2 separate regions of the Mus musculus genome follow, and region 1 is linked to region 2. A link is a contact called in public HiChIP or PLAC-seq data. All regions are on one chromosome and are shown on one strand. Each heading gives the region's core, a stretch centred on a gene start, on an enhancer-like site or on the middle of the called end of the contact. The rest is flanking DNA. Distances are from core to core; before and after follow the strand shown.

What was found. HiChIP or PLAC-seq counts read pairs in DNA pulled down with a chosen protein or histone mark.
Region 1: a FOXA1 HiChIP or PLAC-seq map of pancreatic cancer cells shows a contact between it and region 2. The contact joins the promoter of Dhx16 here to the promoter of Mucl3 in region 2. A contact is called at or near these places in 9 of 39 promoter capture datasets (the 3T3-L1 cell line, 3T3-L1-derived adipocytes, cranial neural crest and 6 more), 15 of 484 Hi-C or Micro-C datasets (CD8 T cells, the HL-1 cell line, the MNK3 cell line and 8 more), 8 of 115 datasets of contacts at active chromatin or transcription factors (T-cell acute lymphoblastic leukemia, bone marrow-derived dendritic cells, embryonic stem cells and 2 more) and 2 of 9 other capture datasets (adipose tissue and liver).

Annotation. Positions count from the first base shown.
Region 1 is chr17:35,877,757-35,883,617 of GRCm38.p6, forward strand. It overlaps Dhx16 (DEAH (Asp-Glu-Ala-His) box polypeptide 16), which reads left to right and starts at 2,022. Exons shown (of 20, transcript NM_026987.2): 1 at 2,022-2,362; 2 at 3,522-3,766; 3 at 3,874-4,039; 4 at 4,266-4,322; 5 at 4,686-4,940; 6 at 5,089-5,292; 7 at 5,377-5,568. The coding sequence starts at 2,156.
Region 2 is chr17:35,638,823-35,645,145 of GRCm38.p6, forward strand. It overlaps Mucl3 (mucin like 3), which reads right to left and starts at 4,873. Exons shown (of 3, transcript NM_001033366.3): 1 at 4,765-4,873. The coding sequence starts at 4,846.

The DNA of each region.
Region 1 (5,861 bases), core at 772-3,271, 240 kb after region 2:
AATCTACTTAAATTGCCTATTATTATTATTATTATTGTTATTATTATTTTGGTTTTTTGAGACAGGGTCTCTCTGTATAGCCCTGGCTGTCCTGGAACTCACTCTGTAGACCAGGCTGGCCTCGAACTCAGAAATCTGCCTGCCTCTGCCTCCCAAGTGTTGGTTAAAGGCATGTGCCACCACTGCCCGGCTTTTTTTTTTTAAGATTTATTTATTTTATGTAAGCACACTGTAGCTCTCTTCAGACACTCCAAAAGAGGGCATCAGATCTCCTTACTGATGGCTGTGAGTCACCATGTGATTGCTGGGATTTGAACTCAGGACCTTCGGAAGAATAGTTGGTTGAGCCATCTCTCCAGTTTGCCTCTCATTATTTTTGATTGTACATAAATTACACATTTCAGTCAAGTGTGATAGTACATGTCTATAATCCCCACACTTGGGAAGTAGGAACAACAGGATCAAGAGTCTAAGGTTGCTGGGCGGTGGTGTCGCTCACCTTTAATCCCAGCGCTTGGGAGGCAGAGGCAGAAGGATTTCTGAATTCGAGGCCAGCCTGGTCTACAGAGTGAGTTCCAGGACAGCCAGGGCTATACAGAGAGACCCTGTCTCAAAAAAACAAAACAAAAAACAAACAAACAAAAAGAGTTCAAGGTTGCGGGGGTGGGGGGTGGGGGGTAGGGAGGATACTGGGGTGGGGAGGTGCCCTCTCAGAGGAGAAGGGGAATAGGGGGAGAAACTCTTTCAGGGGGGACCAGGAGGGGGCAGCTTTGAGGATGTAAGTAATTAAGTGCGTAAGTAAATAAATAAATAAATAAGAGTTCAAAGTTATCTTTAGCTATGTAGTACATACAAGGCCAGCTAATTGTACATGAGTCCCGTGTTTTTTTGTTTTTTGTTTTTGTTTTTTAAATGGTGAACTGGAGAGCTGGCTTCTCAATTAAGAACACTTAGGTTTAACTCCCAGCACTCACGTGATGTCTCAAAAACACCCCTAACTACATTTTCAGGAGATCCAATGCCCTCCTCCAGATTCTGAGTGGTATACATACTTGCAAGTAAAATGCCTACACACACACACACACACACACACACACACACACACACACACCCAATAGAGGGGCTGGAGAGATGATTCAGTGGTTAAGAGCACTTGCTGCTCTCAGAAGACTGGTGTTTGGTTCCCAGCACCTATATCAGGCAGGTCCCAACCACCAGTAACTCCAAGTTCAGAGAGACACAATATCTCTGACCTAAAAGGGCACACACACACACACACACACACACACCACACACACACACACACATACTGTGCAGATAAATTCATGCAGGCAAACCCACATGCACATTAAATAAATAAATATTAAAATCTTATGATACCCAAACTCCCACCTAAATGTATTTATTATGTACCTTTAGTTTTTGTTGTTTTAATTTTTAATATTTTAAGTTAGGCCGGGCGTGGTGGTGCACGCCTTTAATCCCAGCACTCGGGAGGCAGAGGCAGGCAGATTTCCGAGTTCGAGGCCAGCCTGGTCTACAAAGTGAGTTCCAAGACAGAGAAACCCTGTCTCGAAAAACCAAAAAAAAAAAATTTATTTTTAAAAAAATTAGGTGTATGTGTGTTTGTGTATGAGCACGTGCACACAAGTGCAGGTGTCAGAAGAGACCAGAGGTGGTAGATCCTCCTGGATCTGGAGATATACGTGGTTGTTGGTGAGGGATGTGGGTGCACCGAATCGAACTCGACTTCGCTGAGCCGTCTCTCCAGCCCTTTGTTATATATCTTGTTTTCCTAACCCTGATTTGTACGTCTTTTATTTATCCCAGCTGTGGGAACTAGTTAGTCATCACTGACAGCTTGTATTGATAGAGAACTGCACCCGCGCACAGATCATTAGGGGGCGACGGAGAGCTTGGACGAGGCTGTGCATGAAAGCCTCTTGCACTTAGCGTCGGGAAAGAGGCTGCGCGATTTGAACCCGCCCAGCCACCGTCGATCCCTGGCCGGAAGAGCGCGACTCTTTCCGGGTTTCGCGGTCTGTGGAATTGGAGTCTCTACGGCAGCCGGAGCGAGGCGGTAGTACCGCAGGCTCTGTCCCCGCCGCAGTCCTGGCCGTTCCGCGGTTGCGCGCCCGGAGCAGGACGCGTCGCCATGGCGACGCCGGCGGGGCTGGAGCGGTGGGTGCAGGAGGAGCTGCACTCGGTGCTGGGGCTGAGCGAGCGGCACGTCGCGCAGTTCCTGATCGGCACCGCACAGCGCTGCGCCTCCGCCGAGGAGTTCGTGCAGCGCCTGCGGGACACCGACACCCTGGACCTCGGGGGGCCGGCGCGGGACTTCGCCCTGAAGCTCTGGAGCAAGGTGTGTGCCGCCGGGGCAGGCCACTCACAGCCGAATTGGCTCGTACGCAGTGTGGCTGTCTATTCTGTGATAGCCTGCAACTTTCAATATAGTACACAGGCTGGCTTAGAACTTGCAGCGAGCCTCCCTGGTAGTGGGGTGACAGAGAGACCTTTCATTCTTGGTTCCGCCCACCATTTAATTTTTTTCCTCTGTTATCTAGATATCATGCTAGGTGTTGGGTGTATACAGGTCTGTGGAGAAGACTCGAGATGGGGCTCTACATACATGTTTAAGCTAGAGCCATTGTTAGTTACAGCACATACCCCAGGCCTAAGGATGTAGCTCAGTTGGTAGAATGTTTGTCTAGCATACAGTAAGCCTTGGATTCAATCCCCAGCCCTGGGAAAGAGTCACTGAGAACAGAGCTAGGAGAATTAGCATTTAGGAAATAGGATCGAGGCTGGGGAGGGATGGCTTAGCAGTTAAGACCCCTTGTGCATCTGGAAGACTTGAGTTCAGTTCTCAGCAACCAGGCCTAGTGGCACACAACCATCTGTAATTCCAGCTCCAAGGAGATCGGAGGGCTTCTGGCCTTTGCCAGGTACCCCATACACATAAATAAATGAAAAATAAATCATGAAAAGAAAATGGGTTTTAGAACATAAACTACTTAAGCTCAGAACCAATACTTTAAAAAAAAAATTCTATCGTGGGGCAAGAAGAGATGGCTCAGGGATTAAGACCACTTGCTGTTCCTCTAGAGGAACCAGGTTCAATTTCTAGAACCCACGTGGCAACTCACAACTGTAACTCCAGTTCTATGAGATTCAGCACCCTCACACACAGCTCACGTTGCAGGCAGAACACCAGTGCACATAAAAATAAAAGTAAGTCATTAAAGTTAGGAAGAAGTTTTAGTTCGTGCATATGCCCGTGTGAGGCTGTGAGCGTACAACCTGTGAGAGCTGGTTCTTTGCCTCCACCACGGGATGGCTTTCAGTAATCATTTGCTCAGTGGATTCCTAGAAGGACGTTCAGAAGCTGCGGAGCCCTGTTGAGCTATGACCGTAGAACAAGACCACGAAGAAGAGAAAGATGGAGACAGGCTTTAGATATAGTAACCGGTTCGTAGGCAAATGAGGGTACTGAGGTCAGGAGCTGTCATATCTACCGGCAGGTGCCACGGAAGGCTGTGGTGGAAAAGCCAGCTCGGGCAGCTGAGCGAGAGGCCCGAGCCCTGCTAGAGAAAAACCGTTCTTATAAGTTGTTGGAAGACAGCGAGAGCGGCGAGGAGGCAGTGGGTAGTAACGGGAGCAGCCTCCAGAAGAAGCGGAAGAGACGGAAACACCTCAGGAAGAAACACCAGGAGGACGAGGAGGACGAGGAGGAAGAGGTTTCCGAGTCAGGGAAGAGGAAGGCAGGGTAAGTCAGAAGGAAGGAGAGGGATTGGAGCAGGCTGTCGGCTGTGGGGATGCTAAGCTTTCTCAGTACCCCCGTTTGATACACTGGGCTGGGTTTGCTGGGTTCAGGGGGAGTAAATCACCCACGGAGGAGAAGCCAGCCTCAGAGGATGAATGGGAAAGGACGGAGCGTGAGCGTCTCCAGGACTTGGAAGAACGGGATGCCTTTGCAGAGCGGGTTCGGCAACGGGACAAGGACCGGACCCGGAATGTCCTGGAACGGTCAGATAAGAAGGTGAGCTGAAGAGAGTCAGTCAGGCAAGTCTGGATTTGGCTGCAGAGTTGTCTCTGGGAAGACAAGAGTTGTCACTAGGGTTCCCCGTGGGCTCACTGGCTATGGTTCTCCCTGTCTGGTTGAGATCGACAGAGGTTCTCCACCGAGGAGGGGCAGCGAAGGACATTAGTCATCCTGACAGCAATGGTACCTTTGGCCTCACATCCCTTTACATGATTTCTTCTAGGCCTATGAAGAGGCTCAGAAGCGCCTCAAGATGGCTGAGGAAGATCGGAAAGCCATGGTGAGACCCTGGGTTCAAAAAGCAGTGTCTGAAGACAAAGATGGCTGGAGTGGTCGGCCGTAGCAGGAAGGGTCACAGAGGGAGTGTGCAGAGATGTGTCTGGGTGGTCAGGCTCTAGAGGAGAGGGGCCTGCCTGACAGGAACCGGAAAAGAGTGGACTTGGGTTGTAGAAGGAGAAAGTTACAAATCCTCTCGCCTTGGTAAGATCAAGTCATTGTGTCTCTGAGACTTGATGAGACACAAAATAGCTAGCACCAAAAGGCCCCACATCCTCCTCTTTGGAGTTTTGCACACTCTGAGTGTGCAGGGAGCAGGGTTTCAGTGCTGGTAGGATGAGGACTTGACTGTCCCTTCCTGACCCAGGTCCCTGAGCTCCGTAAGAAGTCTCGTCGGGAATACCTGGCGAAGCGGGAGCGAGAAAAACTGGAGGACCTGGAGGCGGAACTGGCTGATGAGGAGGTCCTGTTTGGGGACGTGGAGCTGAGTCGCCATGAGCGCAGGGAGCTCAAGTACAAGCGACGTGTGCGGGACCTGGCTCGGGAGTACCGGGCAGCCGGAGAGCAGGAGAAGCTGGAGGCCACTAATCGCTACCACATGCCCAAGGAGACCCGAGGGCAGGTGAGGGAACCCTGCCTGCTCGTGGGAGAGGCGGCACGATGGCTAGTCTTTCCCCTCTCCTGTTCATAGCTGGTAAAAGCAGTGGTGGGGAGGACCCGGGCAGCCCTGGCCACTCTTAAGTTTTCCCTGCTCCCGTCTCTCTCCACAGCCAGCTCGAACTGTGGACATCGTTGAGGAGGAATCGGGTGCGCCGGGAGAGGAGCAGCGGCGCTGGGAGGAGGCCCAGCTGGGTGCTGCATCCCTGAAGTTTGGAGCCCGAGATGCTGCTGCGCAGGAGGCCAAGTACCAGCTGGTGCTGGAGGAGGACGAGACCATCGAGTTTGTCCGTGCTGCTCAACTCCAGGGTGACGAGGTGAGAAGGAGAAAGAGTCTGGGATGCTGACTCGAGGGCCTCTAAAGGTGGTGGGGACCTCACCGTCCCTGTCCCCATCCTCAGGAGCCGTCAGGCCCGCCCCTGTCAGCCCAGGCCCAGCAGAAGGAATCTATCCAGGCTGTGCGCCGCAGCCTGCCCGTGTTCCCCTTCCGAGAGGAGCTTCTGGCCGCCATTGCCAACCATCAGGTCCTCATCATCGAAGGCGAGACTGGCTCTGGGAAGACCACACAGATCCCACAGTACCTCTTTGAGGAGGTCAGTCATTACAGTGTGGCCCAGCCCTTGAGTCAGTCCTGACAGACGCCCTTTGTGTCCCATCCTTTCCGCTAAGTCATGAGGCTTTTGAGACTGATGAGGACACTCTCTCTGTCATTTTGTTCTCCCTGCCGTCACATCCATGCCTGGGAGCAGGGAGATGGATATTATAGATTTGACCCTCTTGGGCTTTCATCCTGCATGACCTCGGCCCCGCTTTCCCTCTGCAGGGGCCAGAGAAGTAAGAGTGAAAGCCTTGTTTTCCTACTGTTTGACCTCTTGTCTCCCATTGC
Region 2 (6,323 bases), core at 3,623-6,122:
TACTTTCAGCGGGGAAAAATGTATACCCCTCTCCTTTCCACGTGCATTCCTCAGATTTCCTCTCAGCGTTCTGGCATCTTTCCTGGTTCTAAGACGAGAAGACCTAGTGTCATCTCTCATTGGTCGTTACAATCTCCTGTGGGCAGTACTTAGACTACTACGGTCCTCCCATTGGCTGATGCACTGTCAATCAAAACCATCTTTACGCTCACCTTCCAATCACCTTTCAGCTGCTTGTGTGCCTGTTACTAGTGACTTCTTCCCCCCAACCCCCACTCCCGCCCCTTATCCAACTAGAAGTTTTTCAGAGCCGGGGTTGACTGGTATTCTGTTGTTGGACGTTCCTTTAGGGTTTATAAATTCATAGACTAGAACTCCCTTTGCTTGGAAGAACTGAGAGGAGTTAAATTCATATCAGAGCCGTTTGTCTTTCTGTAATATCCCGGGTCTGACCCAAACATGACGTGATGTGAGAAACAGAGACAAACTCCTAGCAGAACTCAAGCAGAGAGGTTGTGAGAAGAGGAGAAGACAGAAGATGGTTAGGGAGAAAGACGGAAACTTCCATCCTGGTGGGTGACAGAGTTTGGTCTGAGTGGAGGGAGGTGAATACAGTAGTTCAGCCTGTGTTGTCTACCCCATTGGGTCCCCTTCTTTGTAGATATGTCTGGGAATAGATGACGGTGATTTCTTTTGACGGAAAAGGGTCTCTCCTTGCCAGGTCCTGACGGTGGTGAGCCAGGCAGCTGGATTGTGGGAGGGGTTCTGTTTAGGGACAGGGTGTGAAGGAAAACACCCTTATCAGTGGACAGATACGGGCCTTAATTCAGTGAAAGAAAAAAAAACAAAACAAAACACCTAGATAGGAACAGAGGATGTGTTTCCGAATCTGGCCTGAAGAATGAGAACTGGGAGGTTGCCAGGAAGTAGACTTGTAACTGAAACTGTCAACACTGTCAGCTCAAGGTGGCACCTAGAATCTGGACCCATTCCTAGTGGTGGGAAACTGAGATCCACCCACCTTTCCACTGATGAGAACAGGGCTGGGTATTCAGGCCTAGAGAGAACCATGGGAAGATCTGACAAGGGCTTGAGGAGAATAGAGAAGCCGGTGCCCCAGAGGGAAACTGAGTTTTCAGCTGCCAGGGGCAAGGCTCCCTGTCACTCCATTCTCCTCTTCCCTTGACAGAAGTTTCCTCTCAGTTGTTGGGAGCACCATTGTCCAGGTGCCGGAGTAGATCTAGACTGCCCCCAAAGGGGTTAAATGCTTAATCCCCAACTTGGCACCGTGATGGAACCTTCAGTGGGTGGAAGTTGGGTTACTGGAGCATACCCTTGAAGGGACCATTAGGAGGCCAGCTCCTTTCTCTGCCTTTTTCTTGATCAATCAATCGGTGACTGGCTTTGCCCGCCCATACATTCCTATCTGAATGGGCTGCACCAGGGCTAACAGTCATGGATACACTCATCAAAAACTATGACCTCAAACAAAACTTTCATCTTCAGAATTCGATAATCACAGGTACTTGGTTACAGTTACAGAAAGCTAATGCAGTAAGTCAAGCACTTGAATTCTTTCTTTCTTTCTTTCTTTCTTTCTTTCTTTCTTTCTTTCTTTCTTTCTTTTTCGAGACAGGATTTCTCTGTATAGCCCTGGCTGTCCTGGAACTCACTTTGTAGACCAGGCTGGCCTCGAACTCAGAAATCTACCTGCTTCTGCCTCCCGAGTGCTGGGATTAAAGGCGTGTGATTTCTTCCTAGAGACATTCTTTCATGATTGGGCTTCCACACCTCACCAGGCTCTTAGAAGCTGTGAGTCTCCTGCATTTTTCCATCGATGAAACTAGAACCTTGCAGAAAAAGTGGCCAGCCCTTAGCAATAGCACTGGTAACTCTCGCTGAGTATTTCCTGAAAGCCTCATCTATTTGTCTCAAGAACCTCTTGAGGGTGAGAATTATTTTCTGTTCTCCCAACTTTTAGACCCAAGGAAACAAGGTTCAGAGTGGTTAAGTAATCTCAGGGACACCCAGCAAGGGAGAGGGGGTGTCAGAGCATATCAAGTCAAATCAAGATTCAAGGCCAGCCTGGTCTCTTGAGGAGGGGGAAGGGCCCTCAAGCAGCTCTTGTGACCCAGTTTGACATAGAAATCCCAAAAGGGAAGAGAAAAACCACAGAAGTAGGGCTGTCTAAAGCTATGAGGACGGTCTAGAGACATAGCTCAGTAGTTAAGAGCACTGACTGCTCTTCCAGAGGTCCTGAATTCAATTCCCAGCAACCACATGGTGGCTCACAACCATCCTTAATGAGACCTGACTCCCTCTTCTGGTGTGACTGAAGACAGCGACAGGACAGTGAACTCACATACATACAATAAATAAATCAGTCTTTTAAAAGAGAGAGAGAGAGAGAAAGAGAGAGAGAGAGAGAGAGAGAGAGAAGAAAAAAGACTTTAGAATGCACACTGCCTTCCACTATGTACATTAAGGAAAAAAGGAAAAGAGAAAAAACAACAAATTTACTTGTGACTCCCAAAGGTTGAAAGACCCAGGAGTGACATCTCCTGTGTTAACGAGTGATGTCGCAAGGTACACGATTTAATCTGTGTATATGATTTAATCTGTGTGCACGATTTAATCTGTGTGCACGATTTAATGCTGTGTGCAGGATTTAATGCTGTGTGCAGGCTCTGGACCTCTGCACCAACCTGCCTCTGGGGGCAAACAGGTATCATGGACAGACGCTGAGCCACACCAGAACAGTGTTCCAGGGGCTTCACCCACCCTGGGTGACCTCTTCTCTCCCTCCCTTGACTTCTTTCTCTGCTAAACCCAGACATATGCCCAGCCCTGGCTCACAGCCCATACTTTGTCCTCATTACATGTTACCAACTCGCTCAGATGTACCTGTGAACCCCGAATCTTCTCCCTGCATTCTGCCCCTCTCCTACTCCCACCCCCACCCCCCTCCCCGCTGCCATGCTCCAAGAGCCCTCCCTGACCACGCCCCTTACTCCTGCCGAATCCTGCCTTCTGTCCTGATGAAAATCTCCAGGTGACTATAGCGAGCTTTCTCCTGTGTTCTAATGCACGAGCTTTCTCCTCTGCGACCCTACAGATCTGTTCTGCTTGTGCAGCAGCTTGGCACCAGGTAGACCTCCGCTGACGCGGGGAAAGAGGAGCAGGTAAGTTCAGAGACAGGGAAGCTGAGACTTCAGGGAGCTTCAGCTCCCTGGGTAGGAGGAGCATGGATTTCAGGTCGGGATACCAACAGAGTCCTCTGTAAAATAAAGGCTGTCAGAGGCACTGAAAGAGTCTCAGCTGGGCGTGGTGGCGCACGCCTTTAATCCCAGCACTTGGGAGGCAGAGGCAGGAGGATTTCTGAGTTCGAGGCCAGCCTGGTCTACAAAGTGAGTTCCAGGACAGCCAGGGCTACACAGAGAAACCCTGTCTCGAAAAACAAAACAACAACAACAAAAGAGTCTCAACCCCTGCCCCTGCCATTCCATGGGACCCCAGCGAGATCCTGAGCTCGGGGTAGGAGCCTCCACCTAGTTTTACCCCTAGCTGAGCCTTCTTGGAAGAATATGCTGCTTGTTATGCCCCAAGAGCTTCCAGAATTAACCCCCTCCCCTCCTGCCCCATCTCTAACATCTTAGAGATGTGGGAACTCTGCTTTTCTGTCTATACAATGGAGACCCTCCTGTAGAGGCCTCAGCCCCCTCACAGTTCCCCTACATTTGCCATCTCTGCTCCCTGGCACTGTCTCAGCACTGTCTGTTAATGAAGTGAACCAACTTAGCAATGCCACCTTCTACCCTAGCATCATCTGCCATATTAAACTTTCCTTCCTTCCTTCCTTCCTTCCTTCCTTCCTTCCTTCCTTCCTTCCTTCCTTTCCTTCCTTCCTTCCTTCTTTTTCTTTTCTTTCTTCCTTCCTTTCTTTCTATTTTTTTCTTTTTGTTGTTGTTGTTTCTTGAGACAGGGTTTCTTTGTGTAGCCCTGGCTGTCCTGGAACTCACTCTGTAGACCAGGCTGGCCTCAAACTTAGAAATCTACCTGCCTCTGCCTCCCAAGGGCTGGGATTAAAGGTGTGTGCCACCACTGCCCAGCAAACTTTTCTTATCAAACCTATCAGATGGGGACAGCACCTTGTTGAGCTGCCACAAGGGTAAAACCCCCAGAACCATGTTTGATGCTGAGCGGGTTGTACCCTAGTTACTGGCACTGACGGGCAGCATCCTTCCTGCCTTAACATTGGCGAGTGAGTCAAATGGAGGAGACAGGTCTGCAAAGAGCCTTCTGAAGCCCTCCCGTGCCCTTGTCCCACAGAACTTGCCCCTTTCAGCTGTGTGACTTCAGGTATGCTCTCTTTACCTCTCCAAATATACCTCTTCCACTGGAAGATAGATACCCTTGACCTTCAGTGGGATATTAAGGAGATGATGGGAGCTAAGAACCATGAGAATCAATGAGCTCCTGACGTAGTAAATGCCCAGTGTGTGCTAGCTCCTTCTCCTGCTCCCTAGAGCTAAGCCCACACACTATATGCAAGCTTGAAGCTCTGGGCAGGTATAGCCCCTCAGACCACGTCTCAAAAGAAACAGCAGGATGGAGATTCCTCTCCTGTATGACCTGCATACACAGGGCAACTCTTCATGGCTACCCATACCTCTTGCCTCATTCATTTCTGTGAGTGGTCATCCAGACCAATCAATACTGAGATTGCAAGCCCTCCCCCTCAATAACGGTGACCCCTTTACCTACCTGCCTCCCAAGAAGCCGGAAAGAAGAGGAGGCAGATGAAGAAGCCAAAAGTAGAATAGAGGCCACTGGTCGGCTGAGCCATGTCAGAGCTGGGAGGCTGCTCAGGGACTATGGACCAGGGACCCTTCATCTTATAAGGGGTCAGATTTGACGTCACAGGGGCTGGGGCTACTCTGAACTAAGCCTTAAGCAAATGGACCTGCCCCACCCCACAGGGGCGCCCTGATAATGGGAGACCGCAGCTATGTCATGGAGCTAGGTACCTGGGTTCCACCAAAGGGGTGGGATCTGGGGACACGAGAAGGATCTGGGTGGAGTACCTGGCCAGCCTCCTGATCCAGCCCCTACAGAAGAAAGGGCTAGTACTGGGTAGCCTGCAGGTTCTGAGCCACTGTCCATGCTCTTGAAGGATTGGACAGAGCGCTGGACCGGTCCGGGCTCTGGGAGGAGGTGCACACTCACCCTCCTGTGTCTCTGGCGTCAGCCAGCTCCACGCCCCTTACTCACACATGGTCACGCTTTCTGCCCTGGGTGGAGCTGTCCCTAGGAACAGGTGAAAGGGCAGGGACTGAGGCAGCCCTCACGTGGCCCGCCAAGTGCTTTCAGATGTGTAAGATGGTAGGACAGGCTGTGGGGGGAAGCTGAGGCAGTGACAGGGACAAGACAGGCAGGGAACCCTGGGACTTACACCACATGTCCAGCCTATTGGACATTTGTCCCTTCTCTCCTTTCCTGTACCATCCCAGTATAGCAGCTGCCTCCGTCTCAAAGCTGCATTTACCCCTGCTCAGAATGCAGACTCCTACAGAATGTGGATACCTATAGGATGTGGACTCACTTCTATAGAATGTGGACTCCTATAGGATGTGCACCTCCTATAGAATGTGGATCCTCTTATAGAATGTGGAATCCTTTAAAATGTGGACCCCTACAGAATATAGACCTTCTATAGACTATGGACCCCTATAGAATGTGGAGCTCTTATAGAATGTAGACCCCCATAGAATATGGAGCTCCTGTAGAATATGGAGTTCCTATAGAATGTGAGCCTCCTATAGAATGTGGAGCTCCTATAGAATGTGAAGTTTCTATAGAATGTAGACCTCTTATAGAGTATGGACCCCTATAGAATGCAAACTCCTATAGAATCTAGCCTCCTATAGAATGTAGAGCTCCCATAGAATGTGGAGCCCTATAGAATGTGGACCTCCTATGTCTAGAAGCTCTGCCTTCCCATTTTCATTGAAAGGTCTCAGCTGTGGGACTCAGGGGGAATTACCTCCATATCTGCTTTGAACCCACACTTGAGAGTTCATCCACTTGGACACCAGTCCCACTGGAGATCTTGGAGAGAGAGAGAAGCCCCCTCCCCTCCCTAAAACTGGTTCCCTGGAAGGCCTCCTACACTGTGAACACCCCCTATAGAATACAGGCTTCCTATAGAATGTGGACCCCTATAGGATGTGGGTCTCCTATAGAATCTGGCCTCCTATAGAATGCAGACCCTTATACAATATTTTTTGTCCCCCTCACATCCATAGCCCCAGTATCTAGGTCAG